Linked DNA regions of Oryzias latipes: region 1 is linked to region 2. The links are chromatin contacts, called in public Hi-C maps. All regions are on one chromosome and are shown on one strand. The core of a region is the stretch at or near the end of the contact, and the rest is flanking DNA. Distances in the headings are between cores, read along the strand shown. Region 1 holds the start of atp6ap2 (renin receptor). Region 2 overlaps LOC101163857 (cyclic AMP receptor-like protein A).

Region 1 (6,868 bases), core at 2,590-5,089, 84 kb before region 2:
GGTACCTTCTGAAGGACAGAAGCAAGGATGGATGTGGCGTCCCGGTACTGAGGAGAGTCTTTGCCATAGACGCGGCTCAGCTCCTCCAGCCCAGACAGCTCCAGTGAGTACAGGTCAGGAGAGTTGTCCTTGGCCAAATGTCGGTGTCTCTGCAGCTGCAGCAAGATGAGATAAAATACATTTGACTCAAAGCTAATGAAATACTTTCTCCATGACTGAAGAAAAGACTGACCAGCCTCTTACCAGAGCTGTGATATCATGCAGCACTTGGACCTCAGACAGGAAGAGCAAATCTGCCTAAGAAAATAAAAGCATCATCAAAGAAGATAAGGTTTCTTTTCCACCCAGCAGGATTTTGGTTAGATGAGATTGTAAAAGTCCCACCCCGATCATCATTAGATCTACTGTGTACTACAGTGGTCTTTTTATTATGATTATTTAACTAAAATCCAAAACCTGTGTTGTTTTCTAGGACATCATTTCTGCAAAGCGGCAAAGGTTCATTAAAAATGTTGCCTCTGAGTTGTGGGCGGGACTGTTGGTGAAGAGTAAGCCCCCCTCCCCATCCCGATATCCATTTGTTTACACGCTCTCCTGCTAGCTTACGGCCCCTCACACCCCAAACCGAACATTACAAGTGCAACAAACATGGCAAACAAGATGGGAGCTATCCAGCTGCACAGTTTTGATCCAGAAACCAGCTCAGACTAGGAAAACACAGACAAACATGGATCTATTTGTCTGCTATTTGATGCATCAAAATGGAGCAGAGCAGGGAGGTTATGCCCCGCCAACTGTAGCTTCTGTGTCACATCCACAAGCTTCTTCAAACAGCATTTTTTCGTCTGCTACCGATTCACAACAATCTGAATAAAGAAACACTCAGAAAAGCAATTTTAAGCTTCATTTTCTTTATATATTTCCTCTATCATGAGAAAAACGCCACAAAAACATGTTAAAGATGCCAAAAACGTGATTTTCATCGGAGTGGGTCTTTAAGAAGACACGGTGATGTGACTTTTAGAAACAGACCTCTGCATTTCTGCTGAGGGAGTTGAGGGGGAAAGAAGTGAGCACTGAGCCATCCTGAGACAGACGAGCCCGGATCTGCTGCAGGGTGACTGGTAGGTCTTCAAACACGGCATTGGCTTTGCCAAGCATGTAAAGTCTCTGAGAAAAAAGAAAAACAAACAATGGGAGGGAAGCACGACCTCCTGGGGTTTCCAAATCTGTTATGACATGAGGCTACCTCCTCGCTGGGAGCCAGCTGCAGCACCACAGGAGTGTACTCAGCGAACGTGGAGTGTACCATCTCTGCAACACTGTCCAGAGTGAAGGCCACGGGCTGTGTGAAACAAAACAAAAAGCCTCAGTAATTCCCATGAAATACCACATTTTTTTGGTAGACAAAACTCCAATGTAGAAAACAGTCTGGCTCACGTTCTCCAAGGGGTAAGAAGCGACACTCTGAGGCAAATCCAGGCTGTCAACTCCTCTCACGACCACCAGGACGTTAGCCCGAGGTCGCTGGAACAACGGACCAGCCTGGAGGCCCGGCCAGGACAGATCCTGCGCAGAGAAAACATTCTGTCAGAAAAAGCAGCTCAGCTGTGGCAAATATGAATGCAAAAATATCAGGGAAAGATTATAAACTGTCAATTGCCTCTTCCACAGAGAAACCCATGGTTAGAGCCACCAAGTCTGGGATCTTCTCTCCAGAAAGTGGCCAGTCTCCTTTCTGAAAAGACAAAAACTCTGGAGCCTGCAGCACTGTCAAGCTGTCCCCCTGGACACCTGAAGGAAACAAGAGGAGGTGTGATTCCGAGAAACACTGGCCTAAAAAAACAAACACATTTGGTTCTTTAAACAGACTGTGAACCGTTTCTATCAGCAGTTCAGAACCCATTCTCTGCTAAATAAATCCCTGAGAGCTCTGGTTTTCAAATCGGATGTATTTTACAACTGAAGTCCTTTTGGTTTTCTTCTCTGTTTTTAAAATCTCCTGAGAATTGATGCATGACTTTTCTAGCCTCTGATTATTGTTCTGACTGCATTTCTCAGAAGTGTGCTGGAAGTATATTTATCCCTAGAATATCCTGGAAACCGTTGGTGCTGCACAGAACACCGACTGTTGGTTTTTTCTTACAAAAACGGTCAAATTCATTCTTTCCTGGCTGAAATTTTGTTCCAAAAAAAAAAAGTTTTCGTTCTTCCTGGTCGAGCATACCAACTAGGTATCTACCACTCTTTACTTTGTTCAATAATGCTGCCAAAGCCATCTAGAAGCATTCGATGAGGATCCAGAGGGTTAGACGGAGGCGGATGATTCACCGTGGCGACTCCAAAAAGGAGAAGCCGAAAGACAAATGTTCTGTGTACTGAGGACTGAATCAAAGTGAATACTCTGATCTAAGCGGGGGGGGTTTCTCCCCTGAATAGCAGAACTTGGTCTGTGTCACCAAACGGAAATAATTTGATTTTGGATTTAAGCACACTGTTCTAATAGTACTAAAAGTGGTTCCTCTAGTTATTTCTCCTTCTATCTCTTTCCAAAATGAATTTCATAGGAAAAAAAAAAAAAAACAGTTGTCCTAAACAAATGATTTTTACTATACCAAATTGAAACTTTGATTAAAATGTCTACCTAAAAACTAACCCAAAGCCTGTTCCTAGAAAAAAATTAATTCCTCAACCACTTGACGTCTATTGATGCAAATCAAATCACTTTGGCTCCAAAAGTACTTATATTTAACATTTACTTAATAGCAAAAACAGTTGAATATTTATCATAGCTGGAAATAAATTCAAGCGTAATGGTAAAAGAAAATGAATCTTTAGATTTGCTAAATCATTATTAAATCAAACCGATTTTTTTCAACTAACACAGCCTGACTGGATAGAGGAAAGGCAAAGATAACACAGTTACTGAACTCTAGATTTATTTTTTTATGTTATTTTATTCTATTTAAATCAGAAACTGACTCTTAAGGCTGGGCAGAAACCGTTAGACACAACAACAATTGACAAATGAACAAAACTATTTTAAAAAGCAAACAAACAAGGATTTAAAAACAGAGATAGAATAAAAAATATACCAAATAGAAAAGATTAAGACAACATATGGTAAGGCTATTAAACTGTAACTGATTCTACGGTATCCACAGCTACAGCAGGGACATAAACGGTGACTTTTCTCCTTAAATCTATGAATGTTGTCCCAATAACTCAGCAGAGGTCACTGGTCCACTCCACTCGTGACATGCAGGATGAATGAAGAGGAACTCGGAGTTTGTCACATGACAGCTTGTTAAAATGAGAAATCCAGAAAAACCCAAACGTCTCAACTGTTTATACTTTTCGGACGAAACCATTCTAGGAATTTTGAAGTACAGTGTTGTGTCTCGTTCTAGCATCTTTAGCGTTAGCTAAACGATAACGCTCTGGTGTGGTGACAAAAGGCTTCATTTATGATGAACCCGGTGGTTAACCAAAAATTATCCAACACTAAAACACGACAATAATACTGACTGAATGTTTTAAGCCTGTGGAAGATGATGAAATGAACCTTCCCAGAAGCTAAACTTGCTATGCTAGCAATGAGTCCCTCGACTTATTTCCGCCCCTTCATCATAGTTCCGCTTCGTGGGGCCACACTCCTACAACCACAATGTCACATTAAGATACGAGATCCTTTAATGGATTTGTATTTTTACCAGCGGTGACGAGGATAAGCGTTACGGCGAGAATGGCTTCCATCCTTACAGAGCTCCTCAGCGACATCTTCTTCCTGCGATCATCAGCTGACCCGCGTGACGCCCAGAGGAGATCACGTGACAGAGAAGCGACAAGGGGAAACTTCCATTCATTTTTAGCTTTACCGCCAGAAAACATTATAGTTTTAAATAAAGATAGTAGGTTAACAAATGTTTTTATACAGGCCAATTTATGAGTTGAGAATGTAGTAATCTGCCCAGCAACCGAATAATTTGAACATTTTATTTCAAGCCTTCCTCCACTTTATCAAACTTCCAACAATTAATACTTCATTCAGATGGGTTAACGTATCATTTAATATATTAAATAATCAATTATTGAACTCATGCATTCATTTGCCCATGTATGCACAAAAGCAAACATATATGAACACATACATATACATACTTGAGTATAAGTATAGCATGTGTACTAAAGACCATGTATGCAGACTGTAGGAAGTATATTGAATATTTCTTCAGACTAAGCTGGAACAGTTCTAGTTCACAAACAAAGAGAGAATATAAAAAGTGAACCGCCTCTTTTAAAGTATAAACTGGGGGGTGGGCAAACTACGGCCCAGGGGCCATAGGTAGCCCATAAAACATCTGGCCCCCCAAACTAGATTCAATTACCGGTATATTGATTATCTTTATCAATGTTTTATTTTCCCTGAAACTCTGGTGTCTATCCATAGACGGTGCACTATAAATACTGTACATTGACCTTTGCTAAGGTGCAAAAAGTTATTATGCGTTCATGTGACGTTGGAATATTTGTTGTTTTTCTAAAGCTCATATGTGTTTTCCAAGTGAGACAGCCATTTTTCATATCATTCCAATAGTACAGGAACGCAGCATTTCTCTAAGTTTGCATTTTTCCCAGAGGGAAAAAAATGCTAATTTAGTCTGGACCATATCAGGTTTTACACCATTTCATTTTTTTAATATATTTTAGTAGGCAAAAAATAACCTCAAAGTGACATTATTGTTTCAACCTTTAATTTTCCTTTTTTTGTTTGCTGAAGCATACTTAAGGATTTTAAGAAATTAACTTTTACTATGCACATTTTCATTCATTCATTCATTCATTCATTCATTCATTCATGGCCGGATGGCCAGGATAGGTTCCAGCAGCCCGTGACCCCAAAAGGGATAAAACGGAAGAAAATGAATGAAATGAATGTTATTATGCACAGTGGTAATGTTTTTGAAAAAAAGATTTTTTATACTTGAATACCTACTCTTGTTGAGTTATTTCCTTCGACGCCAAGAACAGATTCCTTCTCGTTTCATTTGTAAGCTCACATGTTTCAGTGCCATCATATTTCTCCCAAATCACTAATTACAAATCCCAAAGTGTTAAGTATCAATTAAATGTCTCTCTGATCAGATGAATAATGTAGAAAAGCTCATTGGTTCAGACATTAGCAGAAAAGCCGAGCTGCACACACACAGTCATTACCAGGGTTTTTAAGCAGTTATGAAGAAAAATCCTCTTTCTATGAAATAGATGACCACCATGAACTTTATTTCTGTGAAATATCTACCTCTTTATTTTCGCTCGGATGATGTCTATTAATAAACCTTAATAGCTATTTCCATTCACATCTTTAAGCTGGAACCATTCTTCTTGGTTCACTAAAGAGGGAAGGGAGTCAGGAAGGATTTCCATGACTGTGACCTTCCAGCTGCCTCCGAATGTGATGCTGCCCCTTTCTGTTTGGGCTGAAATGCTGTTGTCCTCCTCAATTTGCTGATTGACAGCTGACACCCCTCATCCAAGGTCCAGGCAGACAGGCCTGCAGCAAATTACAACGCCAATTCTGCTCTAACTTTGCTGCTAAATACAACAAGCAGTTGGATCAACTGTTTTTGCCATCGCGGGAAGCACACTTTGTGAGAACTTTAGTCTGTAAAACCAAACGGGGAACAGTTAACATGCTTCTCTTTACTTCAACTGAAGTCTGTGGGAGATAAAGTTCATTTGATGTAAATAGACTCTCAGACATTCTGTCCAAGATTGATCAAATCTGAAACATTTTTTTTGAAAGGGAACATTTGAAGGCAACGGTTTGGTTTAGTGAGCATAACCTGCAGAAAATGAGTGTAACGTCCGTTTTTGGTTGTGCAACATATGTTATCTATAACTGTAAAGGTCTTAACTAAATCCAGAATAGAATTCAACATGAACCAAATGTATAACTTCCCTGTACTTATTTGAAAAATGACTTCTGTTTGTTACGCATACGTAAATGACACTTACAGATTCAAAGGTGGTTATTTTCAGCAGACTCCTGGCCAGGTAAAAAATAAACCCAGATTCGTAATGGTTTGTGGTCATAAAGTTGTCTTTCATGAAGTACTAGCAAACAAAAAGCTCACAGTAAGGTCTCAGTGAAAAAATAAACTGCATCCACTGCTGCAGTTGCAAATGTTGTCTTACAAAAATCAACACTGTCTTTCTGAACAATCAAAAACACATGTCAGGGGTTTTGAAAGGAGAATTTCTGCTTTTTTACTTTCTGAGAAGCACAACAGAGATTTCCTAAAATTAGTGATGTAACAATTATTCGTATACTTGGATATTGAAAACTTATTTCAGAAAGGCTGAGTATGAATATTTACCATGTCTGAGATTGCTGATTTGTGATCTTTATAAATATAATAAAGTGTATTAAAATTACACTCAAGGCAATGAAATTATTGCTCTAAAGTGTTGAATAATGTTGGATTTTAAGTACATAAACTAAAAAAATCAAATGCACTGGAAGTAAATTAAAACTCATGAGTAAATTGTTGGGGAAGGTTCTTATTTTAAAGTAAAACTATCAAGTATTTTTTGTAGATAAAAAACTAGATTGAAGTTCATTTTTTTATTGAAATGTGTCTTGAAAAAAACTATTTTGTTTCAAATATGATCATCAGTTCGAATAAAAAATATAATAAAACTAAAATTAAAGGAATATTACATAAAAAATCTTGCGATCTAATGTGACTGCATGGTTGAGAACGTGTACCAGAACGCGTCTGGAGCTGTGGTCAGAAAACTCTGAGGATGGAAAATCAATGGAGAATATTTTCAGGATTTGTTGTTTAAATTATCCAAAATATTT
Region 2 (6,544 bases), core at 3,509-6,008:
CTGAAAACATTGTGCTGCGCAGCAACACCCGAAACGCGCTGCTACCAGACCGCCGGGCCACGCCTTACGTTCAAAATGCGCCACAGGACCTCTGATCATGTCTGTCCTCTGACTTAACATTGAAGCTGAACACCCGCTCCCACAAATTGCATTCGGTGTAAAGGTTGCTTAACGTGGAGCATTTCAAAAATAACAAACAAATTGTGCCCCCCGAAAACGGTTCTGGTTCGCTTACTATAAAACCCTGGTGGGTAAATTATTCAATATAGCAGTCCCTCCCCTCTGGCGCACTTCACCATTAGCAGTCTTGTTGTTTTGCAGATTGTTTCATTGCAAGTTTTTTTTATACTTTTTAAAGTTATTTTTATATTGTAATTTTTTAACAGCGATTGTTTGAATGTAAAACAAAGCAAACCAAGCCCCAGTTGTGTAGTGATTAGGACTTTTGCCCTACAGTGAGAAGCCCCTGGTTTGAATCCCAGCTGGGGCCTTTCTGTTTGGAGTTTGCATGTTTGCCTCGTGCACGCGTGGGTTTTATCCAGGCACTCCGATTTCATTGGTGACTCTAAATTGCCTTTAGGGGAGTGTTTGGCCCTGCGACGGAGTGGCGACCTGTTCAGGGTGTACCTTGCCTTCGCCCAACAGGTTGGCTTTCGGCACAATGACCCTGAAAGGAATTCTGTGGGTTCTGAAAATGGAAACCGAGCTGACAGAATTCTCTGCCTCTTTTTTTTGGATTTGATTCTTCTCCTAAGTGAAGTACGCCTGACTTTATTGCTCCGAGTGCACCCTGGAAATGATCCTGCTTGGAGGAAATGTTTCACGTTCCAACAGTTCCAACTATAAAAGATAGCGACACGCTGAATTTAATGAACAGAAATGATGTCTACATCAAACAGAATAAAGAACAATTTTCGCCTAATCTTTTTAAACTTTCTTTGTAAATGTCTTCAAGCTAATTGACGAGGAGAAATCAGCCTGCGCTGGTTGCTGAGCTGCTTTCTGGTTGCATTCGCCAGGGCAAAAACAGTTGGTTCATTGTCCAATGATAACATGTGATCAGTCACACAAAAGTGAAAAAGCTCCAGTTTGGTAACTTTCTGACTAAAAGTGGAGCAGCGAAAAAAATGGACTTGAAAATCTTCTTATCACTGAGGAAAAATTCATCTAAATAAACCATGATCTGCATTGTACGAGTCTGCAAAAGTTGGAAAACTGGAACTTAATCTGCTTTGATCTCTGGGTCAATTTGGGGATAACCACTTTGGGCTTGACTCCCACTATGCAAACACCCACACAATCATAGATGTCATTTGCATATCTAGTTGCCCTTGTGTGAAAATGTCACTAAACATTTCTACAAGTGGTGTGAAACGTGCAAACAGGAGCGCGCGCACACACAAGAATACAGAGAGAGACCCTGGGGACCAGAGCGGCCAATGTTCACGAACAGAATGAAACCCAAACAATGAGACATCCTGTTTCCTGGAACAAAACACGGCTCAAACTCGGAGTACCAGCGAACACAATTGCACAAAATTTGTTCACATCGTGCGTGGGCCCGATTCAGGTTCCTGCATGCGACTGTGCGTCCGCTGATGCCGCAGGTGGTGCCTTCGAGTGTGTTTTTCTTTTGCACATGGGCTTGTCCGTGTGAGAGGCTGTGGCTAAAACTGTGCGTGCGCGCGCGTGCAGACGAGAGTGCGAGTGGGAGAAAGAGAGGGGAGGAAGGGAGAGCAGATGATAGAGTAGGCTTTAGCGATTCCCTGGAGTGTGAGGCAGCGTTTACGGCACTCTCAGAGCAGCCAGAGTGATGAATATTTAACGACGTGCCTGAAAGAGCAGAGGGAGGGGGAACGGAGTGCGTGCAGGTTCGTGCGTGTTTGTATTTGCAAGCGCTGGTGGGTTGTGTGCCTAAGCAGGAGCGAGGAAGGTTATCTAGCATCTCCCTCACATTAAAGTCTGCGCCTATATGCATGTAGAAAGTATATGGTTTCTATATCGCCACGGGCACACGTTTCTGCACGTCTTTCCGGTATCTACCTGGGAACTTTTCAATATATTTTAACTGCCTTGAGTGAATAAGACGCATATATACATATATAATTTGTGTGTGAATATGCTGCATTATGCAAATGCAGGTATTTGGTTGTATATAACCGCGCACCAGGCATGCTAGAGTCTGTGTGTGTGTGTCCAGCCTCAGCGAGGCAGCACGCAGTGTGTGCGTGCATTGCACAGCGCTGCAGGCCAGCTCTCTGTCAGCTCTCTAAATGGGGATGAATAGTGGAGCGTCACTGCTGCTCAATCAGAGACGGATCGCTACGTGGCCTGCCGCGGTCCCCTGTTACACACCCGCGCCTGACCGAGATGCACATGTGTGCAGACACAGACGCACACACAGCAGGCGCTGTCACATACCCAGCAAATATCATCTGGGCCCCACAGCATCATGTGGCGACGCTATCGCTCAGGCGATCGAGCCATTCCAAGAGCACGGCATCTGACACCGCAGACGTCTCAGACTTGCAGAGGCTCATGTTTTCTGCTCTGATGTAGGTCTTAGTGAGATGTGGAGAAAAAAAAAATCAAATCTGTTGGGGTTTCTTATGTCGCTCCCTCAAAAAAAAAAGGAACTTTACATTAAAATGTAAAATTTTCTGCAGTTATATTAGAGCTGAAGTGAAAGGTTTGACCTGGGTTTCTGTGTTTTGGCGTGGGATCAGTTGTTCAAGAAAACAAAACACTGAACTTAGCAGATACAAACCACACAGCAGCCTACACAGACACGGAGGAAGCACACATCCAGCAGCGCTGAGTGTAAGGTTTTCCGAGACGCACACGGCGAACCAACGGAAGGAAGCCGGAGCAGAAAGGAGAAAGGAGGGAGAGGGAGCACATCCTGGGATGGAGAACGCCGAATACAGTGAGATAAGCGTTAATGTATCCCCCACCCCTGCTTCATCCCTCCCGTTTGGCTCTTTCTTTCTTCCTCCCTCCATCCATCCCTCCCTCCCTCCCTCCCCTCCTCCGCCTCCTCCCCGTTCTCTTTGAGGGATGAATAATAACTGCTGCTCTGAGATTTCCTCCCTCGTTTTTCAAAGTGCAGAACGGAGATGGGGAAGGTCTGCCTGGCCCGGTTTGCACGTGTGCGCACGCAGCCAGAAGCACACACTGAACCACACACAAGACGCATGCACGCTGTCTTGTTCTCGCCGCTAGCCTGGAGGAGGGAAATCAGATCTCCTCCAGAAGGGTTGTGCGGGGGGGGGGGGGGGGGGGCTTAGACACTCGGCAGCCCATACGAAAATCCCCTGCAAGCACGTATAGACACCACAAAACCCACAGAGGCAGCACCGAGGGAAACCAAGAATAACTAGGAGGATGAGAGCTACCTCCTGGATTGACAGGGTGAAGTCAAGGTTACAGACACATGGCCGGTTCAAGCTCCGCCGCCAAGGCCAATTTGCAGGGCTGAAGCACCCTCCTTGAGGCGTGTGACCCTGATTGCTAAAAGCGAGCTGGAAAAAAAATGGGATGTTAGGGTTTCCAGACAAACCCGAGGCAGGAGAAGAAGAGGAGGAGGTGAAGCAGGAAAAGGGTGAAGCGGATTTCTTCCTGCTGCTGCTGCTGGTCAAAACAGGGAGAAGGGGTGCGCTTCCAGCTGAAGAGAGAACGCGCTCTGAAAAACCCCAGAAGGCCATCCGGGGAGGAGCGCTTTCACACGGAGGAGCGGCGCTGCTGAAATCAGCAGCCAGGTTCCGAGGAGAGGGGTTATTTATGCAAACAAGCGCGCACAGTAGGAATCTGACGAGCCTTGTAAACAAACACACACCCACAGCATAAAGTACACAGGGGAGGCGATGTGAGAAACAGACTGTGAAAACTGTAGTTGTGCCCGGGCAGAGCTCACGTGCACACACACAGACAGACACACACACACAGTTAAGGGAAGCTTAAGGGAGAGAAAAAAGGTGTGGGTGCTACTTTTGTGATGCCTAAATGAGGGCATCTGAATGAATGGGGGGTGGGGGGTCGCTAAAATGATGCGTAATGACTTGTCCGTGCGTGTGCGTGCCATTGAGGACGAGGAAGCGTTCCGATTTCAATTCGCAACAGCTGGTGTCGAATTAACACATTTACCAGCGAGCATTTGGAACAGATTAAAATAGCGTGTGACTGCGTGTTTGTGTGACGGCAGATGAGGGGCCAAAAAACAAGAGTGTGTTTGTGCGCGGGAGCGTGCTCCTCCACACGCTGTGGATCAGGGCAGGGAGAAATGGCACGGAGTGAGAAAGAGAGAGCTCTATCCGACGGCTTTAGCTGCTGCCCTGGGCCGTCTCTCTAAGCCCTGTTTAGGAGGCTTTGGAGCTCAGATAAAAATAATCCCCCACTCAGACACACGCACATAGGAAGGGCGTGCGCGCGCACACACACGGAGATTTGACAAAAAAAAAAGAAGAAGAAAAACGCGCACCCGACAGGCGATTGCTCACAGACAGACGAGGAGAAAAAGCGCACACTCCGGTTGAGGCGGACAAACAAGTGTGCAGACGCGCACGCACAGACGGCTGCGCATTCGCCTTGACACAACCGCCCACCTTTACGCGCGCGCGCTCGCTCGCTCGCAGCCAAACGCACACGCGGGAGGCTGTCTGCGGCGCGGAAGCAGAGCACGACGACATCGGCACGGCACCGTGACAAACACTTTACACACTCCAGCACTCAGCAGAGGAGGGGAGAGGAGGAGGAGGAGGATATGAGCCAGGGGGGAGGGACAGAGGTGAGCGAGGAAGGAGAGCCTAACAAATTAATAGGAGCCGGAGATATATACAGGCAGCGCTGGCGAACGGGGGAAGGGGAGGTGGAGGACGACGACGAGAGAGCAATTCATTCCCGTTTTCCTCCACCGTTCTCTGGAGAAAGGCAGAGCGGAGCCGAGCGGGAGCGTATTTGCTCAAGAGAGGGAGGCCTTTGTGTGGCTGAAGGGAGGAAGAGTGGAGGAGGAAAAAAAGAGGTGGTGGTGGTGGGGGTGAAATGAAAACACAGAGGCAGAAAGATGGAAAGCCGAAGAGGAGTAGAAATGTGGAGGCTACAACAAAGACTTTGAGCGCAGGAGAGGAGGCAATAAAGGAGGGAAGGAAGGGAGGAGGTGAGAAGGGTATAGGATGCAGTTTGTCATCTTCATCAGCTGACAGCCCCAGGAGGGAGAGAGAGAGGAGGAGGAGGGGGGGGGGCAACTGGAATGGAGGTGAATGAAAAGAGGGGAAGGGTAAAGGGGGTGGTGAGTGGGAGAGGAGGGGTAATGTTTGAGCCTTTGAAAGACGTTGACCCTGTAATTGACCTGTGTCTCCACCTACATCTCTGCAGCGACAAGCCGAGGTGCTGCAGCTAATCACTTAGTAACCCTGACCTGTCAATCACACCGCTTTGGGTGGGGGGGGGGGGGGGGAGCAAACGAAGGAAGGAGAAGGTGGTGGTAGGGGGAAGGGGGGGGGACTAATAACGGCGGAGGGGTTATCATTTACCGGACCCCCCCCCTTCCTCCCACACAGCCTTAGCTGATGAAGCCATGGTTTTATAAAAGCCAATAAAATGCTTTATGCTTCCATCACACACGCACCCACACCCACACATCCTTCTTTTTGCTCGCACTGCGACGGCAAAGCTTTGTGAAACTGCGTTCACACCGCCCTCAGCGCCACGCACTCATGCAGTCCCTTCCAATGAAAAGTCTGTGTGAATGCACGTTCCGGGCTTCTGCGTTCAAAACCTTCTCATTCATGCAAGTTTCTATGGCTGTTTTCGGGCTCTGCGTACAAAACGCACGGCTGTTGAACTTGTGTTGACAGTTGAACAAGGTTGAACTTTGACCAATCAGGGACTTGGATTTGGTAGTGGCGTATGAATGGCGTCACTTTTGCCAACTGTGCCAGTGCCAACTGTTTTGAAAATTGATCACGTAAGAGAAATTAATACTCGCAGTTTGTGCCCGGCTAGAATTCTATGACACCAAGTCTCTCATATATCGGAATAGAGCTGTGAGAGAAAAAACCTGGAGCAAGATTCACCATATTTCCACCACTTTGACATTTCGCACCAAACCTCTTCCAACTGTAGGTGGTGGACATGCATCAGCAAACAGTAAAAAAAACAAGAAAAAGAAGCCCCTCCCTGCTTGTCCGGTGTGAACACCATGGGCTAAATGAGTGTTCTTAAAGACGTGCCAATTGGTGTGTACAGCTTGATGATGCGTTCACGCTAATTGCGATCAGTAAATCAAATTCCTGCCTCTTTTGACGCACGTCAAATTTGTTGCTGGATTCTTGTCCAAAAAGATGTTTATAAATCTGACACATGTGGGAGGAGCCAGTGTCAAGAGTTATTAGCGACGTTCACATCGCCCTCGGCAACTTGCTCTCATGCAGCCACTTCCAGTAAAAAGTTGATGTAAATGCACGTTTTGGGCTTCCGTGGTCAAAACTGTTGCGTTCGTGCATAGCATGTTTCTACGACTGTTTTTGGGCTCAATGTACAAAACCCG

The links. Hi-C and Micro-C count contacts between places; a contact is called where the count stands out from the background.
Region 1: a Hi-C map of embryo shows a contact between it and region 2, with 2.5 times the contacts expected there. The contact joins the promoter of atp6ap2 here to the enhancer-like site in region 2. A contact is called at or near these places in 4 of 5 Hi-C or Micro-C datasets (embryo, fibroblasts and gastrula embryo).

What each region holds. Positions count from the first base shown.
Region 1 is chr21:8,795,014-8,801,881 of ASM223467v1, reverse strand. It overlaps atp6ap2 (renin receptor), which reads right to left and starts at 3,839. Exons shown (of 9, transcript XM_004081466.3): 1 at 3,714-3,839; 2 at 1,664-1,794; 3 at 1,441-1,569; 4 at 1,250-1,345; 5 at 1,033-1,170; 6 at 244-297; 7 at 6-155. The coding sequence starts at 3,780.
Region 2 is chr21:8,712,000-8,718,543 of ASM223467v1, reverse strand. All of the region lies in intron 9 of LOC101163857 (cyclic AMP receptor-like protein A), which reads right to left. Among protein-coding and RNA genes, the nearest start is that of LOC101163857, 38 kb to the right of the region's middle. Within about 2 kb of position 4,758, at least 6 of the 8 cell types and tissues checked have an H3K27ac peak or open chromatin away from gene starts, as enhancers often do. A contact at or near this core is called in embryo and gastrula embryo, where this site is marked.